Regions from separate parts of the Rattus norvegicus genome. Here region 1 is linked to region 2. The links are chromatin contacts, called in public Hi-C maps. All regions are on one chromosome and are shown on one strand. Each heading gives the region's core, a stretch centred on a gene start, on an enhancer-like site or on the middle of the called end of the contact. The rest is flanking DNA. Distances are from core to core; before and after follow the strand shown. Region 1 holds the start of Prune1 (prune exopolyphosphatase 1). Region 2 holds the start of Lysmd1 (LysM domain containing 1).

Region 1 (6,128 bases), core at 2,879-5,378, 150 kb before region 2:
ACTTGTCTAACAACCTTGCAGGCAAGGCTAAGGCCCAAACAACCCAAGTGGATGACGGGCAGACCACACCTTGACCAGCCCTAGGCAGTTTAGCTGTGCAGAAAGCAGGCTCTCTCCTGAAACTTTACCCTTCATTTAGGACTGTGAAGATAGACTTAGGATGTCACCAAATCTCTTTGTCGCTAATCCTAATGTGGCCACATTGAATAAATTTCTGCTTTTTTTTCTACCTTTCACTATGATTATTTTAATTTTATTATATTTACCTAGTGTCTGTGTGTACACACCTGGAGGCCAGAAGGAAACTTTCAAGTTTGTTCTGTCCTTCCACCACTGGAACCTGGGGCTCAAGCTCAGGTCATCAGGCAGCTAGAGCCTTGGCCACCTCACTGGCTGGCCCTGTGTCCACCAGTTCAGCTCCTTTAGTTGGCGTATTGAAGACAAGAAACTAACTTGGCTTGTTAGGGCTGCCTGAGGCACAGGTTCTAATCCTACTACTGGTAACAGCGTTAGTTAGGGGGCATGCAAAAGACTCTCCACAGTTCTTCCTCTGGAAGTGCTCACCAGCTAGAGGTGGCAACTTTACATCCTATTTGTTTCCTGCAGTGCTTGTGCCCAGAGATTGTCTCCTGTTCAATGTTTATATGGAGTGGGAAACTGCTGCTCACTGATTTACATTAAAGTACCCCAGGAGAGGTGGCTCCCCGGTTGAGTCACGCAGTACTCTTCCAGAGGATCACGGTTCAATTCCCAGGGAAGCTGCTGTCCTCTTCCGGCTTCCATGGGGGACAAGCACACACGACACACACACAGAGGCAAGCACTCCTAAGTGTGTAAGCGTACCTCCACCAGGTGTGTATAGTGACAAAGGCGGTTCCTGTTAGCTACTAAGGAGGTCCAGATAGGACTGCAGATGCCTCTGGAAATCTCCCTTGCTCCTCCTTCCTCCCCTCCCTGCTCACTAACAGAACATACACCCATTCTGGGGTATAACCTAGCAGGACATGTGCTTAACACATGCAAGGCCCTGGGTTTGATCTCCAGCACCATTACAGAAATAAAGCCAGGAGAAATTAAAATCAATTAGAATCTTTTTCTCTCAGACTGGTACCACAGGGCACAGTGGCACACACCTTTAATTCCAGCACCTGTGGGCAGAGACAGGCAGATCTGATTGCCTGCTTTCTTCTTGCAAACTGTCAAGACTTGGGACTTCTGACAAAGCCTTCAGGAGTATCAGCTGGGTGTGGTGTTTCAGGCCTTCCAATCCCTATTACTCAGGGGACTTGAGGCAGGAGGACCTTGAGTTCAAGGTCTGCCTGGGCTCCAAGCGAAACATTGGAGTTACTGAAATAATATAAATATAGTAAATTGATCATTCTCCTTACTCAAATATAATTTGTGCTAGCTGCAGGTGATTTATATTTTGTTAATTTAGAGTTAGAGTAGCAAAAATTACTTGGAAGTGGCCTTCCACTCTCCGCCCCCTCCACATCTCTTGCCCCTCCATGGCACTTAGAGTGAACCTTGAAGCAGAGGCCATGCCTGGAAAATATTAAAAGGCCTAAAGACAAGCGCGGCTTATTTTCTACCCCAGGCTAGAAATAATCAATAATTAAGTGGGGGTTGGGAAAGCTAGCTGGCCAAAGAAAGGAGCGACCAGAAACCACGGGCGGGGCTGGGGAGTGGGGTCTCAGTGAAAGGGACAGCGGTGGGGTAGGAAGAGCAACATAGGACTTCACCTTGCAAGGCCCACTCCTGGTGGGAAGGGCACTGCCTATTTCAGAGAAGGAAAGCATGTGGGGGGGGGAGTACTCAAACAAACGCGGGGTGGGGGTGGGGTGTTCAGCCCTGTCCCTCTTTTTCTTCCGTCAAAATCCTACACTTCTTTCTTCCTGGAATTACCTATGGTGACCGGTGAGGGAGTCAAATCACTCTGGTCCTTTCCTAGTCAGCAGCAGCTACTATTTACACACTGGGGAAAGCGTATTAAAGAGGTATGCACTTAAAGACATCACACGCCCTCAGGACCCTTCTCCCCTCAAGTCCTTTATTGGTATTACCCAATCTTCTCGGCTGAATGCAATTCTTCATGCCAACATGCTTTGAGATTCTTCTAGACTAAGGCAAACCCTGCAATTCTTGCTCTCTAGGAGACGGTTTGGGTTTGTTTATAATGGGGAAATGAAGAGAACGCATCTTTTTCACTGCTCCATCTCTTACTGCTCCGGGTGCCTGGGATCCTGTAAGCGACCCAGGCTTAGAGAGCACAGATGGGACATCAGGTGTCAACTTTCCCCAGAGAGGGTGGGGAGAGCTGCGAGACGAGGTGGAGAGGATAGTTTGAAAACAAAGTTTTTACCTCAAAGAGATGGATGAGGTTCCGGCACTAGGAGAGGACTCAACTCTGGCGGTTCGACGCGGGAGGAGGGGACATCGTTGGGGGGCTCCGACTGCGCCAGCTGCCTCCCAGCTGTCAGCCCCGGAGCTTACACGGCTTGACACGGGTTTACTCTCGCGGCGTCCAGCCTGGGTCGCGGCCACTTCCGGACTCACACTCAACACCCGGGGTGTCAGAGCAGGGTTGGGGGCGAGGACAAGCAGAGCTCAGCCTAGGCGATCCCCCACGGCTTTCAGAGTCTTTAAGATTCCCAAGTGAGCGAGCCTCCGGCGTGCGCTCCAGGCCCTGCCTACAAACTGGCTTTCAAAGGAAGTTTGTGGGTTTTCTTTTTCTTCTCTCTCTCCCTCTTTCCCCCAGGTCCGGACAAAGACAAATTAGCCAAGGACGCAGTCCCTGGAGGAGGAGGGGCCTGCTCAGCCACCGAGGATTTCCATCAGGGCTGTCGGAGTGGGTCAGCAGCCCGGTGAGCCGCAGAAAGGAAGAGAGAAAAACAACAGACCCTTTCTCTTCCCTCCGCCTGCCGCTGGAAGGGACGGAGCGCGTGTGCCTCTCCGGTGAGAACCGGGAAAAGCAGGCGGCCTGGCAGAGCCCGGAGGAGCAGGGCGGGACAGCAGCAGCTGATTAGACCTCCCTGGATGCCGGCCGGCCGCAGCCTCTACTCTGGAGCTAAGGAAGCAGGGCGGAAGAGCGTTGTGTTTGCAATATTTACTCGTTTAATAGCAAAGAAAATTCCCACTCCTATTTTTCTGGAGCCCCCTGAGCACCTTTCCAAGGCTTCCCTTCCTCCCTATATGTTTTTTAAAGGCTAGGAATGAAATTAGTTTAACTGTGTACCTGGTCGAGGGTGAGGAAGACGCTCTTCTGCCTCTTCTCACTTGCCTGAGAAGCAGGAAAATCTGCGGATAGATTAAAAGATGAGGGAACATGTTATGATGAAGGGACATTTTTTTCCCTCGGTAGTCTGCCCTGGGATATACAAGTGGCAGTTAAGGGATGTTGGAATCTAGCCTTACGTTCTGAAGGCTTCTTTAAACTCTATTGATGTGACGGCCAAAGGATAAGGCTTCAATCAACTCCGAAAGCTGAGAGAACAGTTGCAACAGAGACCCAGGAAGCAAAGTCACGGTTGCAACACTCCAAGAACCGTATGAGGAGATATTTGCTCAGGCTGTAGGAGGAGAAAGGCTATGAAGAAGCAGGAAGAGTTGGCACGACTGTAGGTTTTAAGAAGACAAGTCAAAGATTATGGTAATCTTTTCCTAGCGTGAACAAACACACTGATCACGATATGTCAGTTTGGTAAAAGGGAGAATTAAAAAAAAGAAAAGAAAAACAAGCAAAGAAAACACCTAACAAGGGAAGCTGTTTTATTAAATAATATATACAGCGATGTTGTAATTTGAAGTCCCAACCAAGCGAGGCCTGTGAATCCAGTATTCAGAAAACTGAGCAGAAAGATTACAATTCCAGACTAACTTGGGCTACATAACAAGAATTTGTATTAAAAAAAAATTAAGAGATTAATTTACATTAATCTCAAACAGATGTTCGGTGTGATATATGAAAAGATACTATACTTTGTCCTATCTGCAAATTCAGATGCCATAAAGGCGAGTTATTGTGACACATACACAATTTGTATGTCATAGCACTCAGAAAACTGCAAACTTGGTGGTGGTGGTGGTGAAAAGCCACGATCTTTTGGACTACATTTCCCAGGAGGCACCGCGATATGCTCCTCCTTGACCTCCCATGAGCCTTTGGGCTCAGAACCCAGCCTCCGCCGCTGGGGGAGGGGTAACGCCGGACTCCCGGAGTGCCGGATTACGCACTTCCTCCTGGGTTCGGAGGCAGAACCCTTTAGTGGCGGGTTCGAGTCCCGCCCCTTGACTCTCGGCTCTAGACCCTGAGTCTGGGGCGGGGTACATTCGGCCGAGTTACCTCTCCTCGCTGAGGGGCTACGGCACACCTCCGGCTTCACCATGGAGGACTACTTGCAGGACTGTCGAGCCGCTTTGCAGGTAACGGGTCTCAGTCCGTGACCGAAAGGAATGCAGCGTGGGGTCGGGGAAGGACGAAGGTGTGGGATCTGGGGAGCCCGGACAGTCGGTGTGGAGGGATCACAGAGGTGAACGCGGGAGAGCTGGAGGACCAAACCCTTCGCCCATGGGCGGGAGAGCCTGGAGAAAGGAATCTTCGTTCGCTTGAGTCGGGTCCTTAAGCGGGACCTGTGCGACAGCCGACAGCCGCGCCCGGCGAGGTGTGTCTGTCCTTCTCTCCCCGCCCCTCAGTTTCCCTCCCGCAAGCCCGACTTCAGCCCTCTGGCCTCCAGGTAAACCTCTGGGAGCGGAGGGCACCTGTGCACGGCTTTACTGCCTCTGAATGGCGACTTGCCTTTTTTTTTCTAGGTAGAGGCGGTCGTGGTGTTTTACTTTAAACCTCTGGTTTTATGCTAGACATACAGAATAATGCATCAGGATATATGTTGACCCACAACTTACATTCCTTTGCTTCCAGCGTTCTCCTTTAGTCTTAATGCACGCGCGTGTACACACACACACACATACACACACACACACACACACACACACACGTAAAAATACCCCCTTCTTGGTAAGAGATAAACACAAAGTGTGTTTGGAATCTAAACCATAAGCACGGCCCTGAATTCTTTGTAGCTTATTTTTGGTGTTTCCTGAGCCCGCTGGACTCACCCAGCTGTGTTGACAGGCTGCGCAGCATTAGGTCGCTATCCCCATTAGAGGCTCCAAGTCACTTGGCCCCTACTGTGAGTTTCTCTGCCCCTGAAGAAACGTAGACAGATATCTTCCTTTAAAATAACTTAGCTCGGTGTTGTAGCCACATGCTTCTAGTCCCAACACTTGGGAGGAGGCTGAGGATTTACCAGTTCAGGCCAGCTCTGGGCTGGAAGACAAAAATCAAAACCAAAAATCCCTTAAAAACAACAACAAAAATAGAACAAACCAGTCCTCTGGGCAATAGACTCTGTTCTTTAACAGACCCTGAAAGTCACGTCAGTCTGCTGTAGATTCAGCTTCTTGGACAAACGGATATTCTCAATTTGAATTTAGGGTGAGGTTCAACTTGATGCCAGCTACACTAAAATTTTCCCTTTGAAAAATATCTGGCCAGGCATGGTGCTGCAAATCTGTAATCTTAGCCCTGGGTAGGTTGAGGCAAAAGGGTTATTAGCTAAAGTGCAGCCTGGGCTACCTACTAGGTTGGGACAGGCCTGGGTGCCATGGTGAGACCCTCTCTTCATACCCCCCCTGAGGAAAAAGAACCACCATGCTGGGGTGGCGGTTGTACATAGAGCAGTTTGAACCAGTTCTCATTGGTTACTACTTTTCTTGTGGGCTTCTCCTGTCTCCACCCACCAGATGCTAGTTGAGAATTGTGTGGCATCACACTTTGCCTAAGGTCTACATAGTTTACTTTATAGTGTGTTTGTTTTCGAGATGGTCTTATATAGCCCAGGCTGGTCTTGATGTCCCAATGTAGCTGAGGTTGAGCTTGAACTTCTAGTCCTTCTGTTTCTGCTTTCTAGGTGTTATGATTATAGGATTCTCCAGCGATGCCCAGCTTGGCTATCTTTTTTATTATTTTACTTTATTTCTATGAGACCGGGTCTCACTATGTAGTAGCCATGGCTGGCTTGGAACTATGTAGATCAGACCAGTCTCAACTCAGAGATCTACCTGCCTCT
Region 2 (7,099 bases), core at 1,577-4,076:
TTCAGACACACCAGAAGAGGGCATCAGATCTCATTACAGATGGTTGTGAGCCACCATGTGGTTGCTGGGATTTGAACTCAGGACCTTTGGAAGAACAGTCAGTGTTCTTAACCACTGAGCCATCTCTCCAGTCCTAAATAAAATTTTAAAATAGCTAAGCCAAATAGTATGGTAGTGCTTTTTTTGTTTGTTTGTTTGTTTGTTTGAGACAGGGTTTCTCTATGTAGCTCTGGATGTCTTTGAACTCACTCTGTAAACCAGGATGGCCTCAAATTCAGAGGTCCTCCTGCCTCTGCCTTCCCTGACCCCCTCACCCCGAACCCAGTGCTGGGATTAAAGGCATGTGCTACCACTCCAGCTAATAGTGCACATCTCTACTCCAGCACTTGGAAAGCAGAGACAGACAGGCAGTTCTCTGAGTGTGACCTTAGCTAATAATAAAATAAATGCATAAATCTTGGTGGTTCCGGAGTAGCTCCATGGTACAGCGCTTGCCTAGTGTGCAGTCCTAGGCTGGACCCTCACAGACCTCCAAGGATGAGTAAACAAACACCTCACGTCTGTTCTCTCATACTTGTGCCCACCAATGCCACAGGTACCTGTCCTTCCTCTTTCATGGCCACACATCTTTCTCTTGCTGTCTAGGGAAAGGACTCTATTAACCCTCTAGCTGGCTTAGCAACCTCCGACGGCTCCTCACTAAATCCAAGCGAGGATTCAAATACTGTGTCTATTTAGCCCCCACAGGAAGTGTCTAGCCTTGTCTCTCTTCTGCATTCTACCACTGAACTACACTTTCGACTCATGTTCTCTAGGTCTTGTTATAGGTGGAGCTGGCCTGGAATTCTGCATCCCTTTGACTCAGTGTCTTAAGGGCTAACATCAGAGCCTGGCTTTCAGACTGTTTTTGGAAGACAGGGTTTCTCTGTGTAGCCCTGGCTGTGCTGAAATGCACTCTGTAGACCAGGCTGGCCTTGAACTCAGAGATCCCATCTCTACCTCGAGAGTGCTGGGATTAAAGGGTCGGACTTCCATGTCCTGACAGCGTTCAGTCATCTTTTAAACTCCCCCGTGACTGAGACTATGCCCAGGGTTTAGAGGCATAAAGTTGAAACTATTTCAGCTCTTAAAGAGCTTGTAGACTTCTGGAAGACAAGGATACAAACAACTGGGTTAAATAGATTTGTATGGAGCACAGAAGGAAAGTTTCTAGGTCTTCAAGGCCCATGGTGATGGCAGTCCTAAAACCTGGACCCCAGAGTGTGGTTGTCACATTCCTAATCTCAGAGTCATGATGCAAGAACACCAGAAGTTCTAGGCCAGCTTGGGCTACACAGTGAATTACTGACTAGAAACTGCACCCTTCTCCCCCTAAAAAACCACAGATAATCTCCACTCCCACTTCCAAGCAAAAACCAATAGTTTTGGATCTCCCGCCCCTTGTGAATGTTCTTTACAGCAGTGTTTCTTCTCTGCTCCTCATGAGAATTTAAATTACACGAGCACATCAACCAACAGGTGTGCTTTGCTTTAAGTAGAGCAGCATGGGAATTTGTCTAAGTCCAACATTTGTTTGTATGTGGTAAAACAGGATATAGACAGGAAGGCTGCAACTTTAACGGAAGATATTTGTATGTCCATCAAACCTCTCCTAGGTCTGACCTGAAATACTTGAGATATGTAGAAGGCACTTGTTTTGTTTCTCTACATAAAGAGAGCAGAGCCCTGGTGTGGAAATAAGAACTACAGAAGGCGCCTTAGGAGCTCTACTAAAAGTCAGCTCTTCTTTACTTCTGTAAATTTAGATTTAGTCACTCTCATTATTTTTCCCCCTGCTTGGCTAATAGCATGGGCTTTAGAGTCAGACAGACCTTTCTTCTGACACTCAAGTGATTTGACCTTGATCAAACTGGTTTATCAGTCTTAAGTTGATAGGGGCACAAGGTCTGGTTAATGGCTGAAAGCCCCGCCCCCACTCACCCACCTTCACGGGAGCTGCTCCTCCCACTGGGATAGCTGGGCAGATCTGGCCCAATAGTACTACACAAAGATGTGAAAGCAAAATAAGAAAAAAACAGGCCATAATATAATTTGGGTAATGTCAGAGGTGGTTGCTTAGCGGGCCACCCACTTTCTCCTGGGGACTACCTCAATCCTGGAAGACTCACCGTCACCCCGTATTTGAGTGCTAATCCAGCCAGGGTGTCTCCAGGCTCCAATTGATGCTCCAGGCGTCTTTCCCTCACTGGGGAGCAGGATGATTGTACCAGGCTTCCATAAGAACGAGCACGGCTCCCACGTAGCAGCCCTGACCCTCCGAGGGGAGGCTGTCTAGAGGGCGAAGCCATCTCCTCACTTCCAAGATCTAGGGTCACAACTGAGGAAAGCCCAGCTAAGTGACCAACAGTGACGGCTGAACCCAGAGAATGGATATTCAGAAAATTCTTTTTCTCTTTTCTCTTCAGTCTCCCGACTCTCGAGAGACTACATTCGTCCTCCTCCTCTCGATGCTTCTTACGGAGCTCGGAATTACAGTTCGTATCTTAAGAAGTCTTCCAGGCCGGTTACATTTCTTCTTCCTCAAGCCCCTTACCCATAAATATCTTCCCTGAGTTGTCAGTCGCTGACCCCGTGGACTTTCGACGCCCCCTCCCCAACTCCTCGCAAGCCTGATCTCTGACCTTTGAACCCTAGACACCCTCATTAACACTCTTCCCTCAGTGTGTCCCTACATCCAACAGTCAGGACGCCGGGAGCCCCCACATCCTCTCTGTTCCAAATAAAACCCACCCCAGGTAGGTTGTGGCTGAGGAGGACGAGCCTGAGGACTACAAGTTTGCAATATAGAGTCCACTGAGATCCCCCGAAGCCTCCCTCCACCTCAGGAGGGTCCCACCCTGAAATTCCGGCTCCACGTACAGGATCTTGGGTCTCCAAACACCTGGATCCTTCGAGATGCGAGGACCTGTGTCCAGGTGAGCGGTGTTCTCTCCAAAAAAATTAAAAAATAAAATAGATAACCAAAAGACTTCATTTCCCAAAAGGCACAGCGTCCAGGCAGTATCATAGGAAATACAGATCCCCTCAGGGCGCTGGAGGCGGGTCTTCCGGCTTGCGCGATGCATGCGTGGAAAAGCATCCCCGGAAGTACAGACTCAGAAAGAAACCGGAAGCAGAGAAGGCGATAGTGTACTCTTCCTACGGTGGCCTAAAGGAGCAGCGAAGTAGGCGTAGAATTTATCATATTCTCATAGTCGCGATGTCTTTTAAGAGGGAAGGGGACGACTGGAGTCAGCTCAATGTGCTCAAAGTAAGCCCTAGTGAGAGTCACCTGATCACCTTCAGCCGCCCTGTTGCTTTGGTTTGTTGCTTTGGCGACATCTAGGGGAGGGTGTTAGGGGACCAGAACTGAGAGGTGACCCCATTTTCTACCCTATGATCTGCATGGCCCCGTGCCATTTGACTCCTCTGTATTATTTAATATCCATCCGTTCCTCTCATTCATTTCTTCTATCCTGCTTCCTGCAGAAACGAAGAGTTGGAGACTTGCTAGCTAGTTACATCCCCGAGGATGAGGCGCTGATGCTGCGGGATGGACGGTGAGAGCGAAGAGTGGATCAAGCCTGGGGATTCGGGGATCAGAGGCTCAACAAACTTTTGTTACTAAGGAGTTCAGGAGTATAATAGTATTCTTTGGCTGGAAGTGAAGGGGTGGAGATTGGGAAACCTGGGAGTTGGAGGAGTGCTATGACAGAAGTAGGATCTACTCACCATAGCAAGTACACCGCGACTGCAGGCTGGAACACAAAACACACGCGCACACGCACACACACTTATAATTCACTTTTCTTGTTTCCCTAGCTTTGCTTGTGCCATCTGCCCCCATCGACCAGTACTGGACACCCTGGCCATGCTGACAGCTCACCGTGCAGGCAAGAAGCATCTATCCAGTAAGTTAAGAGAAGTAGGGAGGGCGGGAGATAGAGAATGAACTCTTGACATTTTGGCAAAATCTTTTCATTCTCCCTTGCTTTTCTTCTTCCTAGGTCTGAAGCTTTTCTATGGAAAAAAGCAGTCAGGCAAGGGAACAGAGCAAAATCCACGACCGCAGAACGAACTGAAGACAGAAAGCAAAACTGAGGTGAGGGCATCAGTGTTGTTTAGACGGGGCTATACTGCACGCAACAGGCATGAGGGGCCATTTGCTTCTGACAGCTTTGACTCACTCTCTTCTCTCATTGTCAGGCTCCTTTGCTAACCCAGACTCGAATAATCACCCAGAATGCTCTACACAGAGCTCCCCACTATAACAGCTGCTGCCGGAGGAAGCACAGGTCAGTGGAATGAGAAAGCCAGGAGTGGAAAAGGGTAGAAGCAAATAGATGACTTTAAAGTTATTACTCTGCAAACTGTCTTCTGAGAAATACTAATCTTGTGGAAATTTTTTTTTAATGACAGTTAATGATTTTAAAATAAAACTTTAGGAAATGGAATATTGTAGCATAATCCTACTTAAAAATAGTAACATTAAGGGTTGGTGAGAGAACTCAGTGTTTAGGAACATAAGGGGCTCTTCAGAGGTCCTGAGTTCAATTCTCAGCAACCACACAGTGGCTCACAACCATCCATAAAGGGATCCGATGCCCTCTTCTGGTGTGAGGATGTACATACAGACAAAGCACTCATATTTAAAAATGCATAAATAAATACATTTTTATAAAAAGAGGGGGCTGGAGAGATGGCTTAGTGGTTAAGAACACTGACTGCTCTTCCAGAGGTCCTGAGTTCAAATTCCAGCAACCACATGGTGGCTCACAACCATCTGTAATGAGATCTCATGTCCCCTTCTGGTGTGTCTAAAGACAGCTACAGTAGACTTATATATAATAAATAAATAAATCTTTAAAAAAAAAAAAAACTAGTAACATTAGCAGGGAATGGTGGATGGTAGTACACTTTTTTGTTCCTTTGTTACTGAGACAGGGTCTCTCTTTGTTGCCCTGGCTATCCTGGAACCCTGCTATTTAGACCAGGCTGGCCTAAATTCAGAGATCTGCCTGTCTCTGCTCCTCAAATGTTGGGATTGAAGGTGAGCAGTTCCATGCCTAGCTTTGGAAAGTCTTAATACAAAAACTTAGAACTGTATTTGTCAGGTTCTCTAAAGTCACAGAATGTATAGAATGTCTCTCTATAGTGAGGGAATTTATTGTGGTGACTTACAGTCTACATTCCAACTATCCCAAAAAAGGGTAGCTGTGGATGGGAAGTCCAAGACCCTAGGAGTTGCTCAGTCCCATGAGGCTAGTTGTTTCAGCTGGTCTGCTGTGGACGTAGATTCCAACAGATGTGCTGGCAAGTCAGTGCAAGCAGGTGAAGAAGAGTGAGTCTTCCTACTTCCAACGTCCTTATGTAGACCTCCGACAGAAGGTGTGGCTCAGATGACGGTGTGGACCACCACTCCTGGATCTGGGACTTGCTTTGTTCCAGGCTGACCTTGAACTCAGAGGTCTCCTGGCCCGTCTCCTGGGATTAAATGCCTGTACTACCTTGCCTGGGCCTAAGCTTTTCATGGCCACTGTGGCTCAAGATCTCCATGCCAATATCCAGATCAGATACTTGTGTCTTCCAACCTCAAGATCTGGATCACAGATGTGCCCTCCAATTCTGGATTGTAGTTCATTCCGGACATTCTCAACTTGACAACCAGGAATAGTCATTACAAACTATTAAGCTAGTTTTTCCTTAAATTCCTTTTTTCCCTTTTATTTTTTATTTTATGTGCATTGGTGTTTTTACTGTATGTATGTCTGTGAGAGGATGTCAAAGGTGAAGTTTAAGATACTTGTGTGTTGCCATGTGGGTGCTGGGAATTGAACCCAGGTCCTCTGGAAGAACAATAGCCAGTGCTCTTAACCATTGAGCCATCTCTCTGGCCCCAGCTTTTCTCAAGTTCCTAATTTCAAGGTCTTACATATGTAGAATATTTAAGATCTTAAGGAACTGGAGCCAGCCAGTGGTGATACACTTGGGTGGTAATCCCAGCACTTGGAAGGCAGAGGCAGGTGGATCTCTGAGTTTGAGGCCAGCTTGGCCTACATAGTGAGTTCCAGATCAGCCAGGGCATCACAGAAAAACACTGTCTCAAATATCAAGCAAATAAACAAAAGTCGTAAGGAAATCATTTCAAGCACTGCTCTTCTGGCCTGAGGAGCATGGGGAAGCTGCTGCTCTCCTTCACTCGGTTTTACAGGCTTTGGTTCTTTTCGGCCCAGACCAGAAGCCCCTGCTCCCTCTGTCTCCAGTTCCTCTGTGCCAACTCCAGAGGCCGAACTCCAGAGTGCAAAGATCAGTAAGGAGCCTGAGCCTAGGCAGAGATCAGACGCCAAAAAGTCACCAGCTCTTTCCACCTCTGCACCCATGAGTCCCACAAAACGTCGAGTCTTGAACCACTACCTTACCCTCCGAAGGTGAGTGCTGGATCACATTCCTCTGGTTTCCCTGTTTTTCCCTCTGACCTGCCTGTTTTCAGACCAATCCAACGGCTTTTTTCTTATCACCAGTAACTTTTTAAAAAATTGTATTTGTTTATTTATTTATGTAGGGGCACACTTATGTAAGTCCGAGTGCAAATTGCAGGGGTCGGGTCTTTCTACCCTGTAGGTTCCTGGGATGGAACTCTGTTCCGTGAAGCTTTTTCATGAACCTCTTCCCTGACCAGTGCTCTTTTCTCTCCTATTTGCAGCTCTGGATGGGTCCCAGATGGACGAGGCCGATGGGTAAAAGATGAAAACGTTGAGTTTGACTCTGATGAGGAAGAGCCCCCTGACCTCCCCTTGGACTGATAACCCCTATTTGTTCTACAAATAAACTGCTGTGGGTCCTGGGAGTGTGCTGACCGCCGAGGCCACTTCCTCCTTCCGTCTTAGGATTTCAAGTCTGCTCCTCAGGCTGGCCACTCCTTCCCTACAAGGTACATGACTCCCCATACTTCTGGCCCCTCCCCCACCTTCTCTCAGACTCTTGCCAAGTGTCAGCTGCATCCAGCCCGGTGCCCTATTAATAAGTCTGTCAGAAAGAGGTCTGCCCTTCGTGGAGTCTG

Evidence for each region. Hi-C and Micro-C count contacts between places; a contact is called where the count stands out from the background.
Region 1: a Hi-C map of liver shows a contact between it and region 2, with 2.8 times the contacts expected there. The contact joins the promoter of Prune1 here to the promoter of Lysmd1 in region 2. A contact is called at or near these places in 5 of 12 Hi-C or Micro-C datasets (the A7r5 cell line, the Rat2 cell line, hepatocytes and 2 more) and 1 of 1 datasets of contacts at active chromatin or transcription factors (oligodendrocytes).

What each region holds. Positions count from the first base shown.
Region 1 is chr2:185,546,402-185,552,529 of GRCr8, reverse strand. Prune1 (prune exopolyphosphatase 1) reads left to right here and starts at 4,128. Exons shown (of 8, transcript NM_001007697.1): 1 at 4,128-4,422. The coding sequence starts at 4,384. It also overlaps a transcript of Mindy1 not described here.
Region 2 is chr2:185,389,872-185,396,970 of GRCr8, reverse strand. Lysmd1 (LysM domain containing 1) reads right to left here and starts at 2,826. Exons shown (of 3, transcript NM_001024302.2): 1 at 2,169-2,826. The coding sequence starts at 2,348. Scnm1 (sodium channel modifier 1) reads left to right here and starts at 3,149. Exons shown (of 7, transcript NM_001107696.1): 1 at 3,149-3,310; 2 at 3,529-3,599; 3 at 3,862-3,950; 4 at 4,047-4,141; 5 at 4,246-4,334; 6 at 6,273-6,467; 7 at 6,743-7,079. The coding sequence starts at 3,260. The coding sequence ends at 6,842.